2 separate regions of the Pan troglodytes genome follow, and region 2 is linked to region 1. The links are chromatin contacts, called in public HiChIP or PLAC-seq maps. All regions are on one chromosome and are shown on one strand. The core of a region is the stretch at or near the end of the contact, and the rest is flanking DNA. Distances in the headings are between cores, read along the strand shown.

The links. HiChIP or PLAC-seq counts read pairs in DNA pulled down with a chosen protein or histone mark.
Region 2: an H3K4me3 HiChIP or PLAC-seq map of stem cell-derived excitatory neurons shows a contact between it and region 1, with 2.2 times the contacts expected there. The contact joins the promoter of RRP8 here to the promoter of FHIP1B in region 1. A contact is called at or near these places in 1 of 7 Hi-C or Micro-C datasets (stem cell-derived neural progenitor cells) and 1 of 1 datasets of contacts at active chromatin or transcription factors (stem cell-derived excitatory neurons).

Annotation. Positions count from the first base shown.
Region 1 is chr9:10,380,491-10,385,581 of NHGRI_mPanTro3-v2.0_pri, forward strand. FHIP1B (FHF complex subunit HOOK interacting protein 1B) reads right to left here and starts at 2,544. Exons shown (of 12, transcript XR_010147458.1): 1 at 2,240-2,544. All of the region lies in intron 2 of CNGA4 (cyclic nucleotide gated channel subunit alpha 4), which reads left to right.
Region 2 is chr9:10,749,736-10,754,826 of NHGRI_mPanTro3-v2.0_pri, forward strand. RRP8 (ribosomal RNA processing 8) reads right to left here and starts at 2,677. Exons shown (of 8, transcript XR_008537959.2): 1 at 2,421-2,677; 2 at 880-1,243; 3 at 177-630; 4 at 1-83. It overlaps ILK (integrin linked kinase), which reads left to right and starts at 3,259. Exons shown (of 10, transcript XM_054661992.2): 1 at 3,259-3,387. The coding sequence starts at 3,299.

The DNA of each region.
Region 1 (5,091 bases), core at 1,294-3,793:
CAAGATGTGATCCAGGTATTATATATACCTGTTCCAATGTCACTGCGACAGCATTAAACATAACCTTCATCCCTATGTCACTCTCACAGTCCCTTTTCTGTCTTTTGGAAATAGAACAACTACAAATCATTAAAAAATCCTCCCACATCACCTTCAGTGTCTATTATAAATCTTCTTTCCCAAAGTCTCTCTCACTCTGAGACAAAATTCTGGGTTCAGCCTTGCCACTGTATCCCTATATGATCTCTGGCTATTGAATTTAATTTCTCATCTATAAAATGAAAGTTCCTGTCTTTGTCTACAAGGTACCTAAATAAATCAGTATAATAAAATTTGAAATCCCTATGTAAAGCATGAATGCTGTTCAGATGTTAAGTTATACAGAATCATTGTATAAATGTATGCTTCCTCAACCTAATACAACAGCCACACCATCATCACTTTAAATTTCTGAAGTTCATAAAGCTATAGAAATAATTTTTAAAATTAAAAATTGGGTTGACACTTTTTATTTGGGTAAATTAGATCTTTTTTTTTTTAACCCACCATCTACTGTTACCATTACTGCATCAATGAAAGAGCACTTCAACACCAAAAGAATAGGAATGATAATCTCTGAGAATAAATTTATCTTCATGAATAACCATACTGTCTTTCTCTCCCTCCATCTTGGATAGATGATAATTTTATCATGTACAGGGTCCTTGGTCCAGTGTTTAGGAACCACTACTCTAAACTCTGAACTGTAAGTTCTGACTGACTGGGCAAGTTGCCAAGTGTTCTACCAATATGGAGGCCTGTCTGGACTCCAGAAAGAAGCAATGAGAATATACTACAGGATATAGGAGTTGGCTCTGAAGCTAAGACTCTGGAAAAGAATGGGGACTGAGGCTGTCTAATTCTCAGGAAATGGTCTCTCCCTGTCCAATGTAGAGTTAAGGAAAGACTTAACTCTTTCTAGGAAAGACTTAACTCTTTCTGAGTCTGGAAAGAATAGGATGTCCCAACCCCACGGCAGACTAGCAGTAGAGAGGAAAATTTAGTAGTGTGAAAGTGGCCATTATCACTGAATGCCAAACCAACTTTCCAGAATTTCACGTGCATTTGGGTTGGTGGGGAGAAGAGGACCTAAAAGAATGCTAGTAAGATGAACCCAACTACAGGGTGTGGAGAGGAAGAGATGAATTTTCAGGTGGCTGAAATGTTCAGTATCTTGAGACTGATGATGATTTCACAGATGTGTACACATGTCAAAACTCATCAAACACACATTTTAAATATAATATAAACTAGCTTTTTAAAAAATTCAACTGTAAGAAAGGAGAGTAAGGCCATCCTGTTTGGGATCCTAAATATAGTGCGTATAGGGCAAACCATATGACCTCCATAAAAGTGGAATTAGCAACTGAATATGGTCAATCCAATCAAAGACCCACAGTTAAGCACAGGTAAGGAGCAACAGTGGAATAAGGTTATCCAGAAGCAAGTAGAGAGAAAACACAAGCTGTCACAGCGCAAAACCCTTCATGAGAGGGCCCATCTTCAACTATGCAGTCCAGAGAAGGAACTCGAAGGAACTGAAGTTTCTGTGATTACTCTGTTGAAGTCTGAGCCTCAAATATGACTTTCATTACCATAGTACTATTGCCTATGACACCTTCATTTTCTCGTCCTCCAGAATATGGAAAGTCCATGGGAGCAGAGGAGTCAGGTGCACAACACTTCCATCTAAGCTGCCCTATTTTGTCTAAAACTATTGCTCTCACTGGACAGGGCAGTCCATCGAAGGAGGCCTCAGAACCAACCTCTCACCTTTATCCAAGTCTCACAAGCCCTAATTCCCTTCTTCCATGCCTCGCCTTCAACTCCCTCACCAATTTGCCGCCACCCCGCAGGCTCCCACCTGCGCCTTTTACTCTCTCTCTCCTCGCGCAGGCCTTACCCCTCACTCTAGTCCCAGGGTATCCTTCACACCAGCCCTCAGTAGCCCCAGCCCTAGTAAACCGCGTTCAGGAGTCCCTTCAACTTGGCACCTCCGAAAGCACCCAGCCTCTCACAGCCCCTCATTTGTCCACTCACCTGTAAGCTCTCACTCTCCTTCCCTATCTTAGACACTCACACCCGGACCCTCACCACCTGCCAACCCCTCACAACCAGTACAGTAACCAAACCCGTCACCGTCTTTTCCCAGTCTCTCATCCCCACAAACGACTCTCCAGGCCCTCTGGCCCATGCGTACCGTTCACTCACGGAATGCCGAACCTGGCCGGGCCCGGTTGTTGCTGCGGTGTTAGGTGAGTTCAGGCCGCCGCCATCGCTTCTCAGGCGCACCAGCCGCGCCCCGCCCCGCGCCACACGCAGCCCGCGCCCCCGCGCACCACACGCAACCGCCCGGCGACGCACGACTGGGCAATGGCGTGCCAGCTCATTGGCTGAGCCAGACCAAACCCGAGCAAGGACGCTTGTTTCCTGGCAACGGCTAAACGCAGGGGCGGGGTCGCCGACGGCTATCCAAGGGAGGAACACCGCCTCTCCTCTTGGTTCCGTCCCTTCGTACGTAAACCCCGCCCCTCAGAAGGACTCCGGCGTGTCATAGGCGAAGGCCTCTGGGAAGGTGGAGGCCGGCAGGGCGGAGGCGGAGCCCGGGAAGGAAAGGTGGAACCAGAGGGCAGAAGGCGGGACCTAAGGAGAGGCGATTTTTACAGGCAGGGAAAGATCAGAAGGGCGGGGCTTGGGAGAGATGGAGCCGGAAGAAAGACGAGCGAGAAAGGGGTGGGGCCATGGATTCCGGGAGACGCTTGGAGTGGAAGAGTGGGTGTGGCGGGGCGTGGCTATCACGAAAAGAGAGGAGGAATCAGTAGGTGGGCCGGGCCTGCGGGAAAGTGGAGCCCTGGAGAGGGCTGACTGCGGGCACTCTAGTTCATTTTGCTCCATCGTCGTGCATAGCTTGGTCTCTACTTTACGGTGACTGCCCCTGGCTCCCCCAACACCGCTGTGCTGTGCTGCTCCGTGACCCCTTGAGCACTTAGTCAAGGAACACGGAATAAGTGCCTGCATGCCCAGCTGGATTCCGGATCAATTAGAACCGGCCTCTGCTCTCCAGGACCTCAGAGAATTGCAGCGTAGTGTAATAAGTACATTACTACGGGGGCCACCTAGGAGCAGCACTTAGCATGATTTGCATGTATAGAGGATGAGAGGAAGGTACGGTGAAGGAGCTTAGGGAAGACTTCCGGGAGGTGATGGTGTCTAAGCCGAGTCTTGGGAAACAAGCAAGAGTAAGATAAACTAAAATAGAAAAATAGAAGTTTCAGATAAGGCATGTAGTTTTAAAAGTACTTTACCGGCTGGGCGCGGTGGCTCACGCCTGTAATCCCAGCACTTTGAGAGGCCGAGGCGGGCGGATCACGAGGTCAAGAGTTCGAGACCAGCCTGACCAACATAGTGAAACCCCGTCCCTACTACAAATACAAAAATTAACTGGGCGTAGTGGCGCGCGCCTGTAATCCCAGCTACTTGGGAGGCTGGGGCAGGAGAATCGCTTGAATCCGGGAGGCGGAGGTTGCAGTGAGCCGAGATCGCACCACTGCATTCCAGCCTGGGCGACAGGGCGAGACTCCGTCTCAAAAAAAAAAGAAAAGAAAAGAAAAAAAGAAAAGTATTTTGCCAATGTTAAATACCTGGTTTTTATCATTGTGCTATAGTTATGTAAGATCATAACGTTAGGGGAACATGGATAAGGAATTTATGAGAACTCTGTATTATTTTTGCAACTTTTCTGTAAGCCTAAAATTAGTTCAAATAAAAAGTATTTAAAAAGAAATAGAAGTTTCAGACCAAAAGATCAGCATATACCAGGGAAAGGAAGAATGGACAGCATGTGGGAGGTGCTGTAAGAACTGCAATCAGTACAGTGTGTCGGGAGCCTAGGGAACATGTGAGGAAACATTGTGAGATGAGGCTGAAGACATGGACTGGAGAACTTTATAAACCATGTTAAGGAATTTAGATTTTATTTTTGGGATGATAGCTATAAAGAATTTTATACATAGATTGATAGTTACACAGTAACTTTGCAAAAGACCAAACAAGCTGATAAGGCCCAAACTAGAGTAGCAAAAATGCAGAGAAGTGGACATGTGGATTTTTAGAAGGTAGCTCACCATGGTTTGATGATTGGGTGGATATAAGAGGAAAATAAGAGGAAGACTTCAAAACTAATGCTTAGTTTATATAAATTCAAAAACAGGTAAAACTAAACTGTGATATTAGAATTCAGGATAGTGATTATTCTTGGAAAAACATTGACTGAAAGGGGCAGAATGGGGCTCCTGAGGCACTGGTGATGTTCTGTTTCTTGATCTGAGTGCTTGGTTATATGGGTGTGTTCACTTCGTGAAAATGTATTAAGCTATATACTTAAGGATTGTACACCTTTCTCTGTGTTTGTTTGTTCTGATTACTATGCTATGTGACAAACCAACCCAAACTTAGTGTCATAAAAACAATAGCCATTTTATTATGTGCACAAATTCTGGGAATTTGGACGAGATGCAATAGGAATGGCTTGTCTCTATTCCATGATGTCTGGGGCCTTATTTGTAAAGCTTGAACATCTAGAGGTGATTTGAGGCTGGTGGCTGGAAGCATCTAGAGGCTTCTTCAGTCACACATCTAATTCCTGGGCTGGGATAATGAAAAAGCTGAACTCATTGGGGGAACTGTCAAACAGAACTTCTCACAATGTGATGGGTAGGTTCCAAGAGGGAACATTCTGAGAGGGAGCTACCAGACAACAAGCATTCCAAGAGAACCAGAGGGAAGCTGCATGGCCTTTTATGATCTAGCCTTAGAAGTCATACAACATCACTTCTGCTATACAAACTATCACAAGGGAGTGGTGTCGAAGAATTTGTGACCATTTTTTTTAACTGCCACAACGTTATACAGTAATAGTAATAAATGCTTGTCATAGGTTTTTTGCTGAAAGGGCATAGATAGGAATTCTAGAAGAAAAAGTGGAGGAAGATAATGAGCTTAGTTATAGACCCAATGGGTTGAAGGTGACTGCAGGATACCCAAGTAGGAACA
Region 2 (5,091 bases), core at 1,427-3,926, 370 kb after region 1:
CAAAGCAATGCACAGGGTTCCGGATACTTGAAGCCAAGCGGCAATCCCCACAGCCGAAGTCAGCCACCACTAGGGATGCAGGCCTGAGAGTGGAAGGCAAGGGTCACATATTGGTCTGATCTGAGCCTATGACTGACCCACCACATGGCTTCTCACAGTCCCTGACCCCCATTCACCGCTGGCGAAGATCCCTGGCGATGCGGTCCACTGGCTGCAGTGGCCACTTCTTCACTTGGCTCTGGAAGCCGCGGTGGTAGAGAAGAAAAGCTTCAGGGTCTCCCTGGAAGAGACGCTGTGCAGCACTGCTGGGCCCTGAGTACAACTGTTCATTGAGGTAGCGAAATCGGGCCCCATCCAGCCGCTGTGCCATGCGGGCTCGCAAAGCCCCTGCCCGAGCCTCATGGCTGTCTGTCCTGGGAACAGGAGGCACCTCTGTCTTCTCTGTGGGGGCCTCAGCTGGGGCCTGGTCTGGCACCTGAGGTGGCTGAAACTTGTTCTTACATCTTCTCTTGTTCTTTTGCCGGTTCCGCCACTGCTTGCGGCTTAATGTATGAGGGGGTTTAGGGGAAGTGGACCCAGGGCTTTGCTTTGGTGGATCATTTGTAGTACTACCCTTCCAGGCTTTGGGACCTACAGGGAGGGAGATGGGAAGGTGCACATGAGGCAAGATCTCTTACATTCAGAGTCACGGCAAGTCATCCCAGCCATACCTCTGTCTTTGAGATCGTGACTGTGGCCTGCATAGAAGTACTTCTTATTGCCTGAGTACACCATTAGCCCCAATCCTAATGGCAGTGGATAATCACTCTTGTATGTAGAACCAGCTGACCCCCCGACACACACACACCAACACACACACATATACACATCCAATGGTACCTGTTTGGTCAACATTGTCCAGGTGCTGGGCTGAATTTATAGGGGCATGTTTCTGGCATTTCCTCTTTCCTTTCTCATCTTCAGCAGAGTCACTGCCAACAAGAGCCTGTTTGTGGCATTTCTTCTTCCTTTCTACTTCTTCCTCAGAGTCACTGCAAGGTGGGCCCTGTTTTTGACATTTCTTCTTCCCTTTCTTCCCTACTTCAGCAGAGGCACTGGCAAATGATGCCTTTTTGGGGCATTTCTTCTTCCTTTCCTCCTCCTCCTCCTCAGAGTCACTTATACATAGGCTGGGGGGATGCTGGGAAAGAGATGCTGCCTCTAGGGCCCGTAATGTGGCCAAGAGCTGGCGGCGCTTGGAGCCCTGGAGGAAAACAGGGGATGAGAGTGGGCCTAAAGAGAATGGATGAGGCCTGGAGAACAAGAAGGGAGAGATGTGGACCTGATTCAGACTGGCAGAAGCATCTGAATTCTTCCCAGTCAAGCCTGCCAGAACCCAGAAGAACTTTTATGTCACCACCCCAACTTCTGGGAAGCTGGAGAGCAGAGAAACCACCTATCCCACTTTCTTCAATGTGTAAATGAGCTAATGGAGGTTTCCCCAAAGGAAAATGCAAAGGCCACAAGCAACAAGACCAAGGCCAGAGACCAGGAATTCCAACCCTTCACCTTGAGCTTTTGCCTAGAGCTGATACATTTCTGTAAGAGGTAAGGAGGCTTCTGAACACAGGAGACACATGATCACACACGTATATTAAATATTTAACATGTCTCTAGCTGCAGTGTAGAAAACAAACTGAAGGGGAGAAATTGCAGACAGAGAGGCCAGCGGCTTGGACAATGGTAATGGGGCTAGGGGACGAAAAAGGAGGAAACAAAGCAGGCCGATTCCATGTTGGAGGCAGACTGAAGGGTAAGAAAAGCCTGAGGAAGCAGGGCCCTCACATCTGCAGAGGCTCAAAGGAGAAGATGTATTGTCGGGAAGGCTGATTCTGTGTTGCAGTCCTACCAGGTAATCCTAGGCCAGGCACTTACCCTGATTCTAAGTTTCCCACACCCTCCTTTGAACAATGATACTGACAACTCTTACTGTCTCCAATCCATCCTCCACACTGCAACCAACGACCCTTTCAAAATACAAATCTGAAGAAATAATTCCATTGCCTAAAACCTTTCATTGGCTTCTATTCTCAATATACGCAAAACTTCTACCTCTTGAACAGCATCCCCTTTCATTTACTATGTATTTCAACCACAAGGACCACTTGTGTTTGTGACCCTAACAGAACATGCTCTCTTGTCCCAGGGCCCTTGTACGTACTTTTTCCTGTCTGAAGAACCCTCTTCGCTTCACCAACTTCTACTCAACAACTCTCTCTGACCCAACGTCAGTTTCTTTTGGAAGTTCTCGGATCTTCAGATCAGGACTCGCCCTTAACGGTGCCACAGGTGTCCCTCCCCGCAATACACACAGCGCTGGGATCCACCAATGTCCGCTTCGCGGCCTGAAACAGCTCCCATCGCCCCTGCGAGTCACTCACCTTGTTTTGCGAGGAGGCCGCAGGCGGAGGTCGTGAGATTACGGGCCCAAGGCCCGCGGCTACTGGGGCCGCCTCGGCCCACTCAGGCTCTTCGAACATGAGGGTCGGGAGGGCAGGGTCGCCGAGTCCCCGCTCTTCTCCACGTGCACAGCGCTCCTCTGGAAGTCGGAGCGCTCAGACCTGCCAGAACCGACCCGGAAACCAAAGCGTGACGGCCAGGGGTTGCTAGAGCGGCCGGCGCGGCGCAGCGAACCATCGAGTTTAGCCAGGCGCGGCTAGAAGGGCAGGGAGGCGGTGGGAGGGGAGGGACGGAGGCCCGCGCTGCCCAAGAGCGCCACGGGCGGGGCGGGGCGGGGCGGGGCCGGCGGCGGGCTGCGGGCGCGGCCGGACGGGAGTTCCCCGGAGAAGGATCCTGCAGCCCGAGTCCCGGTGAGTGCGAGAGGACCCGCGCCCCCTGTTACCCCTCACTTCTCCTGAGTTCCAAGTAAGGAACGGAGCCAACCCTGGGGAGGACCCCCGGTCCCCTCTCCCAGAGTATACGGAGCCTGAACCTCCCCACTTCCCCCAACTCTGTTCGCCGATCGGGTCTAGTTGCCTGCTCTCGGACATCCGTTCAGCAGACACGACCTCTTCGTCACCCCCTGCCCACCCTGACCCGCCTTTACCTCGCGTCTAGAGGACACAGCCAGGGATCATCCCGCAGCCCCGAACTCCTTCACAGACCCCCACTAGCCGGGGACGCAGCTCAGGCCCCCTACCCCCAACACAAACACTTCTCTCCTGTAGAGGATAAAGCTTGGGGTTCATCCTCCTTCCCTGGATCACTCCACAGTCCTCAGGCTTCCCCAATCCAGGGGACTCGGCGCCGGGACGCTGCTATGGACGACATTTTCACTCAGTGCCGGGAGGGCAACGCCGTCGCCGTTCGCCTGTGGCTGGACAACACGGAGAACGACCTCAACCAGGGGTGAGCCGAAACGGTTGGTGGATGAGAGGAAGGCTAGAGATCTGGCTACGTGGAGTGGAGTGCTCATGTCTGGTGGTGGCGGCTGCCTTTGCTAGCCAGTGTAATGAGTGCTAAGCATAGCCTGTGGCGGGCAGAGGGTTTTCACAGAGGACGCAGTTTGAGCTGAATCTTGACTGCAGAATAAGAGTTTCACAGGCAGAGGCTACAGAGAGCTTTCCAGCCTCAGTAGACTGCATGGCCAAAGGCTAGGGGGCAAGGCACAGAGCAGAGAGAACAGGAAATTGTCTGGAGTTCCATATGGCTGGAGGATAGATGATCTCTGTGGGTCGGAGCATTGGGTACAAGAGGAAAAGAACAGGACATAAGACTGTAGAGGTCTCCAAGGATCAGCCAGATCATGCAAGCATATTTAGGCTATAAGAAGGTCTTTATTTTAAAAGCAAGGTTTTAAAGCTGTATAGTGACATAATGAGATTGTCCATTTTTCAGTATCATCTTGGATGCTTTGTGAAGAGCAGGTGGAAAGGAGGCAATTGCCTAGTTCATCGTAGAAGTAATGATGTCTTGGACTAGAATTAGGGTGAGTGAAAAAGAGAAGTGATCAAATTCCAGAAGTCTTTAGGACGAAGAATTGTGGAACTTGGTGTGGGGAGTGAGTAGGGGCAAGGATGAGGACCGGGGTTCTGGCTTGGGAACTTGGTTGTTTTTACTGAGATGGAGAAAACTGGAGGATGAGGCATTTTATTCTGGACATGTTAAAGTTAAGGTGACAATGCAGCAAGGTGGAAATGTTGAGTGTGTTGTTGGTTATGCAGATTTGCAATTCAGGGGAGGAACCTGACTTGGAGACACAGATTTGAGAGCTATCAGCATATAGATAGCATATATATATCATATATATAGATGATACTTGAAGACATGGTTGTGAAGGAGAATGTCTCAGGAGAGTGGAAGGCAAGAGGTCAGGGGACAGGAAGCCTGCACGACAGAAAAGGAGCAACTGGAAGTTGAAAAAGAAATAGGAAAATGTGTGAGTAAAGCTTACAGAAGAGAATGTTTTAATGAAGGGGAGGTGGTCAACAGCAGTACAGGCTACTGAGAGATCAAAGAACATTAATATTTTAAAGTAGCCATTGAATTTACAGTTGGGTTTTTTTTTTTTAAGTTAAGGGGTACATGTGCAGGTTTGTTGGATGGGTAAACTCGTGTTATGGAGGTTTGTTGTGCAGATCATTTCATCACCCAGGTATTAAGCCATAGTACCCATTAGTTATTTTTCCTGATCCTCTCCCTCTTCCTATCCACCCCACTCTGGTAGGCCCCAGTGTCTGTTGTTCCCCTCAATGTGCAGTTAGGATGTATTTGACCATCTGTGAGTGTTGTTTCAGAATAATGGGTGAAGAAATCAGACTACATTGGGTTCCTTAATTTAAGGCACTATGATGAACACCTTCTGTGCTGGGTGCTAGAGTCCAGAATCTGACATAATCTCTGCTCTCAATACAGCAGATTTGTGGCAGATTGAAAAGTAGGCCGGGTGCGGTGGCTCATGCCTGTAATCCCAGCACTTTGGGAGGCCGAGGCTGGTGGATCACGAGGTCAGGAGTTCGAGACCAGCCTGACCAACATGGTGAAACCCTGTCTCTACTAAAAATACAAAAATTAGCCAGGCGTGGTGGCGTGCGCCTGTAATCCCAGCTACTC